Linked DNA regions of Mus musculus: all the other regions are linked to region 1. The links are chromatin contacts, called in public HiCAR-type and promoter capture Hi-C maps. All regions are on one chromosome and are shown on one strand. The core of a region is the stretch at or near the end of the contact, and the rest is flanking DNA. Distances in the headings are between cores, read along the strand shown. Region 1 holds the start of AI197445 (expressed sequence AI197445). Region 2 holds the start of Depdc1b (DEP domain containing 1B). Region 3 overlaps Ndufaf2 (NADH:ubiquinone oxidoreductase complex assembly factor 2). Region 4 holds the start of Dimt1 (DIM1 dimethyladenosine transferase 1-like (S. cerevisiae)).

What was found. Promoter capture Hi-C pulls out the DNA fragments that hold promoters and counts their contacts. HiCAR-type assays count read pairs that join an accessible place to other places.
Region 2: a promoter capture Hi-C map of hippocampal neurons shows a contact between it and region 1, with 4 times the contacts expected there. The contact joins the promoter of Depdc1b here to the promoter of AI197445 in region 1. A contact is called at or near these places in 1 of 39 promoter capture datasets (hippocampal neurons) and 1 of 484 Hi-C or Micro-C datasets (embryonic stem cells).
Region 3: a HiCAR-type map of kidney shows a contact between it and region 1, with 4 times the contacts expected there. The contact joins the enhancer-like site here to the promoter of AI197445 in region 1. A contact is called at or near these places in 2 of 39 promoter capture datasets (the SN4741 cell line and hippocampal neurons), 1 of 15 datasets of contacts at CTCF or cohesin (the NIH/3T3 cell line), 19 of 484 Hi-C or Micro-C datasets (the MC3T3-E1 cell line, Sertoli cells, Th2 cells and 15 more), 9 of 115 datasets of contacts at active chromatin or transcription factors (craniofacial prominence, embryonic basal ganglia, embryonic forebrain and 6 more) and 1 of 9 other capture datasets (embryonic stem cells).
Region 4: a contact with region 1 is called in a promoter capture Hi-C map of liver, with 5 times the contacts expected there. The contact joins the promoter of Dimt1 here to the promoter of AI197445 in region 1. A contact is called at or near these places in 3 of 39 promoter capture datasets (hippocampal neurons and liver).

The regions. Positions count from the first base shown.
Region 1 is chr13:107,468,554-107,471,100 of GRCm38.p6, forward strand. AI197445 (expressed sequence AI197445) reads left to right here and starts at 1,269. Exons shown (of 3, transcript NR_045083.1): 1 at 1,269-1,373.
Region 2 is chr13:108,315,067-108,317,613 of GRCm38.p6, forward strand. It overlaps Depdc1b (DEP domain containing 1B), which reads left to right and starts at 1,271. Exons shown (of 11, transcript NM_178683.4): 1 at 1,271-1,403. The coding sequence starts at 1,356.
Region 3 is chr13:108,131,322-108,133,868 of GRCm38.p6, forward strand. All of the region lies in intron 1 of Ndufaf2 (NADH:ubiquinone oxidoreductase complex assembly factor 2), which reads right to left. Gm52057 (a long non-coding RNA gene) reads right to left here. Exons shown (of 2, transcript XR_003950676.1): 2 at 1-1,932. Among named protein-coding and RNA genes, the nearest start is that of Gm52057, 3.7 kb to the right of the region's middle. Within about 2 kb of position 1,285, at least 10 of the 459 cell types and tissues checked have an H3K27ac peak or open chromatin away from gene starts, as enhancers often do. A contact at or near this core is called in kidney, where this site is marked.
Region 4 is chr13:106,945,851-106,948,397 of GRCm38.p6, forward strand. Dimt1 (DIM1 dimethyladenosine transferase 1-like (S. cerevisiae)) reads left to right here and starts at 1,279. Exons shown (of 12, transcript NM_025447.4): 1 at 1,279-1,433; 2 at 1,736-1,809. The coding sequence starts at 1,355.

The DNA of each region.
Region 1 (2,547 bases), core at 19-2,518:
TTTCTATTTCCTTCAAGCTCCACTTGCCGTGGAGCATCCTTCTAACGCTCCCCACAGCTCTTTCTGTCTCTACTGTGAACATTCATGGATGGCATTACTTGCCGAATTTACTCCACCTATGTGTTTGCACAGCTTCATGCTCTGTGATGTTGAGAAGCACTCAACATACACATTACTAGATAAATATATAACAGAAAGATCTCACATCCCACCTAGTCACCTGAGCCCTCCAGGTCGGTTCCTGATTCTGTTTCCTGAAGGAGGCTTGCCTGGTCTCAAACACCTGACTTCACTTTCACCAAAGACTTTTTGATCCAAGAGTAGCAACTCATGCCTGTAATTCCAGCACTCGAGAGATGGAAAGTAGAAGAGACTGAGACTGGTCTGGGTTTCTGAATAAATTCCAGGGCATCCTAGGCTAGAATGAGAATCTGTCATCAACAAACAACCGAACTCAGAAAACAAAACAACCCACCACCACCACCACCACCCCCAACACACACACACACAACACACACACTTTTGGGTCCCTGCTCAAGTGACACTCTGTGGTCTTCTAGTTTTCACAGACTGACCTGTTGGCACATCTTTACTATCTCTTGGCTATCCAAATGTGACCACTTGAATAGACAGCCCTATATCCATGCATGGGGAAGCAACAGATAGTCCAAGAAATAGACATCTGTACAGGCACTGGGACACTAAAAATGGCACAAAGGGGGATGGATCAGTTTGAAAGTCAAGAGGAAAAAGCCCCAAGGCTTACTCTGGAGACCATTGTTATTTGGAATAGAATGCAATGCCATCCCCAACTGAAATATAGAAGCTATCATTGGGACACATGACCTTGAACTGGGAGGGAAGCGGGGGCAGGAGCTCAAGGCTGTGTTCTTTGATTTTTTTCCAGGTGACTTCAATGTACCTTTCCAACATTGGCACAAACACTGCTAATCTAGAAATCAGATCCTGACTTGCAAGGTGGCAAGCAGCTGGCCCTTTGGCTAGCAGCCAGGTCTGCAGCACAAGTAGAAACTTGCCAAGGAAAATAGAGCAGCAGGTTGAGGTTGGGGTTCATTCTGTCACGGGTCCCTTTGAATGTAGAAGGAGCTGCCCAAGAGAAGATTCTGCCCCACCCCCTGGGTGGGGTGGGGCCAGGGAGTGGAGGAGGATTGGCTAGGATTCAGAGGAGATGGGCTGGAACTTCCTGCTGAGCCTCCAATTCTCCAGGGAACCCCTCCCCGCACCCCCCACCCGGCCTCCCAGCCCCCACTCCACCCATGACTGTTTGTGTTGGGAGCTGCTTCGAGGCTGCTGAGCTGTCGACTAATGTCAAGGCTGACCTCAGCTGGCAGCGCCCTTCTCCTACTTCCCTGGTGAGTTGTTCCCCATGGGATGTTAGCCCATCTGCTTTTAGAAATGTGGCTGTCCCCAGCCTGTGTGGCCCCCCTCCCGGCTCCCCATCACTATCTCCTGGCTCAGCAGCTGGAATGCTGAGGCCACAGTGAGCGATGTCTCTGCACAGATTCAATCCCCTGTGCTCCAATCAGAATGTATTACCAGGCAGGGCGCGTCAGCTCGGCGATTTGGCTTCAACAATAAATCTCCTTGCTTTCATGAGTTTAAATCAGACTTTAAAACATCGCCCTTAATGTTCTTTTAATGCAGTTTTCTTCTGAATGAGTTCCCTTTAGGTCCAGTCCTTGTCATTAAGACACTCTCTTGGCAAAGGAAGGAGGGCTTCTTCGAAGAAAATCCTGCCAGTTTAGGAAACCAGTTGAATTGCCTTGGTGATGCCAGGAGCCTCTTTCGAATTTTATAAGGACACTTGAGAAAACAAAACTCTCTGACTGTAAATTTAATTTTCTCTTGACAGCTTCAGTGTCTCTGCAACCCCAGACGTTATCCATTACTTCTCTCTTCTGTAATTAAAAATCAAGGGATGGGGGGGGAAATGTACAGGATTAACAACTTCTAATTTTCATTGATGAACTCTAAGAGCTTATCGATAATGGGATCAGAAAAGCCGCCTCGCCTAAGCTTCATTTTTCTAGGTCGGCTGGTTTTAATGGAGGATCAAGCCCAGGGTGAAAAATATTCTGGCTTTCTAAAGAGTCCCAGTGCTAAAGTTAGGGAGAAGGGCAGGGCAGACCCACCGGAGCCTGCGGCAGGAGGTAGCTGAGAAACAGGCTGGCCTTGCCAGTTTCACAGACTCAGCATTCGGGCTTGGGGAGCTGATTACGGGGGAAGATTAAAAGGCTGTCATTCACACACATGTTCCTCTGCTGTGGATGGCTTCAGTAAGAGAGGGGCTTGCACGTATCTGCTTAGGCGGAAGAAGGATATTTCCAATTAAAAGAATATTGGTGGTAATTTCTTTTGAGTTATATATTTGTAGATAACGCTCTATCATGGGATGAGGGCATCCATCCTGTTTATTACCCACAGGGATGTAGTTGAACATGGGTTTCTCAGAGAGATGCTGAGCTGGTCGATAGTATCTGGCTGCATCATCTCAAACGCTGTGACACACAGTCTCACAGCAATGGT
Region 2 (2,547 bases), core at 21-2,520, 850 kb after region 1:
TGACTTCCCTGGTGATGAACAGCAGTATGGAAGTGTAAGCTGAATAAACCTTTTCCTCCCCAACTTGCTTCTTGGTCATGATGTTTGTGCAGGAATAGAAACCCTGATTAAGACAGTGACTCACTGAGTTTAATTAGGGTTCCAAACATGAGCATGGGTGTTAGGCTCTTTACTGGAAGAAAATAGATGGCATCTCTCAGCAGCCATTCATTTCCAATAATCTCCTCACTACTGGCTCATACGCCCTTCCTGCCCTGGTATGCTAGAATATTGATTGACAGGCTCCATCGTGTGTAGGTCTTGCTGTGAATTCATGAATGAACAGCCAGGTCAACCATATTATGTTCGGAAGACAGCATCTTACGGGTGTTCATACCAGTGTCCCATGCTCAGCCCTATTTATTCTCAGGACTTTCACCAGTTTTGAGGGTCTGAATTAATCACTAGCTATTGAATTAATCACTGTCTAATATGTCTATTGCCTATCACCTTCTATGATCAAGGTGGAGTTGTTCAGCAGTCTTCACGGAGGAGTCCAGACATAGATTCATTGTCACCGAGCTAAAGGCATATAGTATAAAGTGAAGTCATTTGTCTCTTTCAACAGTTGCAAGTTGGACCAGCAATTCCCACGGGCAGGAGATGTGTAGGTGATTCAGTGCAGAGAAGACGAATTCATCAACCCCACAAAGGACTGACAATTTCTGTCAGATTCCTAAATACAAAACCTAAGTTCAAGGAGGAGAAAGATTACTGTACTTTATTTATCAAGGGAACACAGCAGACGCTGACCATGCCTCTCCTTATCGCTCTTTCTACACTCCTTATGGCAGGTTGCCTTTATCTGCTTTAGAAATGTCCTTCCCCTTGGACAGCTGTCAAGTCAACTCGCTTCCTTTCACCACCCACTTCTTCCTCTTTGCTAACCTCCGGATTCTCTGCCCTGGGTGCTGACAGGAATTATCTATCGGGTTCCAGCTAGGTTTGGCTCACTGGGCTCCGAGGCTGCAGAGCTGGTGTTCCGAGTGGACTCGCGGCAGGGACAGTCCCGGTAGGTTTTGGGCAGCGCCATCCACTGTGTGCCGGCGGTACGCGGCGCGATCAGTCATGTCCGCAAGCATCCGAGCGCCCATTGGCGAGGAGAAAGTGTTCTTTCCTCCTAGGTGCTGGAGGCGCAACCCCGGGTAGTGAAATCCAGGACACAAACAGCCCCGCCCACCACACAGTTCCTGTCACGTGCCCTCGCAACGTCCAATCAGCGCCCCGAAGCTCCGGGCTTGTGATTCAAACTGCGGCGCGGCGAGCTCCGTCTGGAGTCCCCGCCGGCGTTGCCCCGCGACTGCTGCGCGTTGGCAATGGAGCACCGCGTAGTGGGACCCGGGCCGTACCGGGCCACCAGGCTGGTGAGTGAGAGTGGGGCCGAGCCGACCCCGCGCCGCTGTCACCGCCAAGACTCGGGCAGTGTGCAGTCGCTCGGGGGTTGCCGGTGCTGGTGGTCGTGTGCCTGCTCCGGTCGCTGCTGCACACTCTGTCCCACAGCGGGCAGACGAGGCCCGGAGTCAGCCCTACCAAGGTGGCATGAACTACTTCTGCCGCCGGTAGTTGGATGCTCGGCTTTGGACGGCGCCTTCAGCCTTAACGGGGAACCGAACCTCAGGCGATCGCGTTCCCCTTTGTCCTAGGGACCTACTCTAGCTTCCAGGGCAAGATCGACCGTGGGTGGAGCCATAGGACCACCTATGGGGGTAGCTCTTGCGGACTGCGGTGCTCCAGGCAGGGCGTGACTCCTTCCTGAGTGACACTGTTGACACTTGACAAGTGTTCTTTGTAACGGTGCACTGCACGGAGGTGGATTGCCCCTCTAAGGTTCCTGCCCCCGGAGTTTCAGTTGTCAGCACCTACTTCAAGTAGCGGATCAGCTCTGATAGGTGATCTAAAAGCTTTGCTGATGCACCAGGGTAAGGGTCTTTCTTGTGGAAACAAGTTTTGCCACTCAGAAACTTATTTCTAGGAGGAAGTACTTTTACTGACTTCTCCCTCAAACGGATTAGGACAATGGAATAGACAGAAGGTTTTAGAGGACTTTGAGTTTTGTCTGTGAAGACTCATAGCTGCATTGCCTTGCAATAAAGTCTCACCTGCTCTCTACTCTGGAAAAGGTGGGGATGAATATCCAAACTCATGTTTTAGACTCATATGCTAGAGATGTAGTTTTCTTTCTTTCCAGAGCCAGGTAGTCTGTGTTCTGCGGAGTCAAGCCACCTTCTACAGATGGGAAGTTAGGTTTCAGGCTGCTAGACCTTTGTTTTATTAGACTTATGGGACGCGTGGAGAATCAAATAAAGATTATGAATCTTCACACAAAAGATCACATGGCACATGTAAAGTTTCCCCTAAGATTTTAGGGTCTGTGGTCTTGTTTCATTTGGCTGAAAACAACACATATTTGCATAGGGTCATTGGTCTGGGCTGGACTCATGTCAGCGGTTCTTCCAATGGAAATCATTCATGTGTCACTATCTGGTGATTTGACTGGCACTGGGTGGT
Region 3 (2,547 bases), core at 35-2,534, 660 kb after region 1:
AAAAGGCTGAGCAGCTTCTTAATGTGTAGCATTGAGCTAGGATCCACTGAAATCCTACACAGTGTGGAGAAAATACTCAGACACAATGGTCCTCACAGCGTTTACAACCTGCCAGGGAAGGCCACACACAGCAGTAGACAATAAGAGCATGCAATAGAAACCGTGATTTAATTTTTTAAAGGGAAGGTTGGATGACTGATAGCATTGTGTAAATCTTGAAGATACAGGTCCCAACACTATGTAATAAGAGAACTATCAAAAATGCCACAGAACTGATCTAATAAAATATTATCTGGCTGGCCAGATGATTCAATGGGCACTTGCCAATAAGCCTGGCATTGTGAATTCAATTCCCAGTACCCATGTGACTAAGAGAACCAACTCCTACTGCAAATTGTCCTCTGACCTCCACATGTACAATGTGGCATTTGTGTGCCCCACAAAATAAATAAATATAGTAACAACAACAGCATCATCATCATCATCAAAAAGCCATGTCTGCCATCATTAAGCACTAGATGTGACCGTCTGAGAGAGAAACTTTAAGGAAGATGGGCTCTACTCTTTGGTAAAACATAGGGAACAGGAATACAAACAGGAAAAGGCCTGGAAAGAAATAGAAATGCTATGTTACAAGGAAAATGTTTACAACAAAGTAAAGAACAGTAATAAGGCAATTAATTTTTCTCTCATAAAAAATGATGGAAGACAAGTGTCAGGATATAAATAATGCAAATCTGCATCTTAAGGGCTTCTCATCTGCTCTTTCAAAGTGCCATCTCACCCTCCAGCGAGTAAAAAGGTAGCTGAAGCTTCACACTGCTCTAGCCCAGGAAAAATAAGAGGCAAGAGAGTACTGCTTTTCCCAACAGAAACACAGGGCAGTCACTAACCCTGTGGCATGGTGCCAGCAAAAACTACCTTCTTAGTAAGAAAGGAAAGACGGTTGTATAATGGGAGGCAAACTGCAGCATCAAGCCTGGCTCAGGACAAAGCAAGTGTTGCAACAATTAGATACATGATAGCAATGAAGAGTGGCGCTTCAGGCCCAAACAACCCTGAGACACCCCCCCCCCCCCCCCAAAGTGCCCATCCGGTCTAGAGAGTAAGGCAGGTCTAAAAAAGAGTCCTTTAAAGAGAGAGTTGAAGGTCAAAAAGAAAAGGCAAGAGGAAGGTGGTAAGAGGTAAGGGAACCAGAGTTCAAGGGCTGCACATGATACTAAAAAAGGAATTAAGACTCCTGAGAGCCAGATCAGGAGTGGAGAGCGGCACTGTTTACCAGGTCCATGGGAAGCTGTTGCTGTGGAATGTGCAGAATGTAGCAGCCTGGACCCAATGCTTAAGGACGGTATGAAGTTACTGAACTGAAGCATCCTTCATTTAGAAATCAGGGTAAGGTTAGCATGTAGGACCTGGGTTAGAGAAGGACAGCTAGAAAAGCAAAGCAAAAGGCAGCTGTACTTCAGGAGAGAAATATGAAAGGCCCAGCCCAGGACAGAGATCCTGAGGACAGAGAATATACTGTGGATTCAAAAGCTATGTAGAAAGGATAGTTGGCCATCCTGGTATTCACAGGGAGTCGAAAAAAAAAAGTGTTAAATCTGATTCTCAAGTTTCTGTCTAGACATGTAGTTGTGGAGTTAGATATGGCTACCATTCATAAAGACGGACTGTTTGACTATTCAGCAAAACTTTTGCTTTCTTTTTTGGGAGATAAGATTTTCATTTTTAACACGGTCACGCTGAATCACCTGTCTGTCAGCTACTGTCTTCTGTCTTCTGTCTTCTGGGCGCTGGGATCCGAGAGAGGCGGAACGGGTCCAATCTTTCAGGGCACTGAGCAGTGAGGCCACAATGCACCTAGTCAGTGGCTCCGAGAAAGGCAGAGAGCGACTACAGCGGGGTCAAAAGAGCTCCTAGGAGCCCAGTCTCCTAAGAGAGGGAAAAGAGGAGGGGTTGTGTTTCTCACTTCTCAAGGTCCTGTTTTGTGGTTCTGGGTAGAACCTATGAAACCTGACACTCAAAAGCACTATACCCTACCCGGCACCCAGGCCAGCCTTCAATTTGTGCTGGCCTATGAACTCTGTGGGGAATGGGGGGAGCTTCGTGCTTAGCTCTCTTGTGAGACTATGCCAGGGCCTGGCAAATACAGAAGTGGATGCTCACAGTCATCTATAGGATGGAACACAGGGCCCCCAATGGAGAAGCTAGAGAAAGCACCCAAGGAGCTGAAGGGGTCTGCAACCCTATAGGTGGAACAACAATATGAACTAACCAGTACCCCCGGAGCTCTTGACTCTAGCTGCATTTGTAGCAGAAGATGGCCTAGTCGGCCATCACTGGGAAGAGAGGCCCCTTGGTATTGCAAACTTTATATGTCCCAGTACAGGGGAACACCAGGGCCAAGAAGTGGAGTAGGTGGGTAGGGGAGCAGGGCAGGGGGAGGGTACAGGGAACTTTCAGGATAGCATTTGAAATGTAAATGAAGAAAATATCCAATAAAAAATTGAAAAAAGGTTTTATTTTATATTCATCCCTCTATACCCT
Region 4 (2,547 bases), core at 29-2,528, 520 kb before region 1:
TTTCCAGGCTCAGAGATGAATGAACTTGGGTCCGGAATACCCAGCTGTAGTCACCTGCGGCTGGAAGAAAGGCTTTCCATTGGCTCATAGGCAGTGTTCAAGTGCTCCTTGGTGGGAACCCCATAATAGTCGACTATAAATAAAAGATTATATTAGGATATTTTAGAACTTTCCCTGTGCTCGAATTACAGCAAAGAAAGGAAGGACTAAAACCTAGGCTACGAGAAAAAAAAAAAAAAAAAAAAAAGCCGGGCGGTGGTGGCGCACGCCTTTAATCCCAGCACTTGGGAGGCAGAGGCAGGCAGATTTCTGAGTTCGAGGCCAGCCTGGTCTACAAAGTGAGTTCCAAGGACAGCCAGGGCTATACAGAGAAACCCGGTCTTGAAAAACAAAACAAACCAAAAACCAAAACAAACAAACAAAAACCTAGGCTACGGAACAGGTTCTTAGCAGTAGCCTTTGGTGGTTGATTGCAAAGACTTTCTTCAGCGCACAAACAGAAAAATTAAAACCGAAACATTACACTGGCAAGAAAAACAGCCATGAATCTTTTATTCTGTATGTTACAGCCCGGCGTATAATCCCATTACAATATCCAACACATACCTGTAATCAATCCCATTTACAGGGTTTTGAAATTGTTATAGCCTTTATCTTTCAATAAATAAACATTGAGAGCAGCATATTTTAACTATGACATTCCAGTGCTGGAACTCAGCAAAACGACGAGAAAATGAACAAAAAGCATAGAGAAGTAACCAGTAAGTGCCGTGTTGGAACGAGAGCTAATTCTAATCTAACTGCTTTCCACAACGGAGAGACATGTTACCCTAAACCACCAAGCTCCGTGTCCATCGAGCCTAGGCTTCTCAGCCCACAACCTGCAGGGAAACAGGAGAGACACGAGAGATCTTTCCGCAGATATCAGAATGTCCCAGGGCAGTGCCAAATGAAGCACCCAATTTGCCGAGACCCAACCAATCCTAACTGCCTGCCTGAGCGGCGCGGTTTCCTCTGGGAAATCGGGCTCTTGGGGAAGTTGTTGCTCCAGCTAAAACTCTAAAATCCGGTGGCTAACCCGCTGGAGCCAGCCTTGCCTCCGGAGGAGCTCACCAGACAGAAACTACAATCTCAGCAGCCACTGGGCTCGAGTCCGCCTTGCCGCGGGAGGAGCCCATAAGAGACTACAATTCCCAGCAGCCACTGGGCTCCGGCCTGCCGCTGACTGGGTGGGTCGGTGATCGCAGTGGGCGGGGAAGTGGGCCTCTCGGGCGCCTAGTCGTGACGGCGACTGAGGGCGACTTCCACGCGGTTCCCGGCTGCTTTCGCTTGGCACAGGGACTCCTCCGAGAAGATGCCGAAGGCCAAGTCCGCAGCGAGTAGCCGCCGGCGGGATCGTCAGGAGCAGCGCCGGGAGCTGAAGCGAGCTGGAGGTGCGGTGTGGAGGATGCTTGGGACTGACCCGCGGCGGGGGAGCCCTACGGTGGCCTGCGCCTCTAGCCGCCCCGAGGAGGGTGGGCGCTCAGCGCTGACCCTTCCCCGCGCGCGCCTGGTCTTCCTTGCCAGCAGGAGGGATGGATGGACTCAAAGATACATCCCAACCCCGGCCGGGAGCGCGGCGCTTGTGGATGCATTGGAGCAGAAACCGTCCCGGGTCCATCCTGCTTCTCTGGGACGGCCTGAGATCGGTTCTTGAAAAGTTGGGAAATTAAGGCTGCTTCGTGTTTTATTTCAGGACTCATGTTCAACACAGGGATCGGACAACACATTTTGAAAAATCCTCTAATTGTTAACAGCATCATCGATAAGGTGGGTGTTAACGATGAAAGGCAGAGCGTTTGTGGATTGTATTTTTCTGACTACTTAATGCCTGTATGCCTAAGTTGCATGCCCATAATTATCCCAGCATTTGGGGAAGCTGAGGCAGGGTGATATGCTCGACCGCAGCCTACATACTAAGAAAATATAAACCAAGATAGGGTGCCTGACAGAATAGTTGCTCTGTATGTATATGTTGGATGGGTTGAGAATTGCCCAGTGATTTCCAGATTATTTCCACTTTTTGGAGGCTCCATCTTGTTTTTGGAACTGGGTCTCATGTAATTCAGGGTGGCCTCAAACATGGTGTGTGTCAAAGCCAGCCTTGAACTCCACTTTGCAAGCGTGTATCATTTTGATCACTTTCTAAGTACATCATCGTTACTCTTTTTATTCCAGACCGTAAATTTACGTCCAAATCACACTGAGTTTGTTCCTCAGGAAAAGATATGGTACTGCATATGAACTGTTTGGAGGATTCCTTCTGTATGGGTTACTGTGCTGTGCTTATGGAGGATTGAGGGCCTGGAGGTAAAATACAGACGGTACAGGGAGCATCCTGGAGCCATAGAGTATAGTTCTCCAGTCTCACCGAATATTCTACTCATAAGCATATGCACACTGGTAACGTTTTGTATGGTTACTATATTCTTAAAACTGTACAGTGGTTAAGAATTGAGAAATCTTTTCCATTTGAATGCACTCTTTCCCATTTGAACTCTTTGGAAG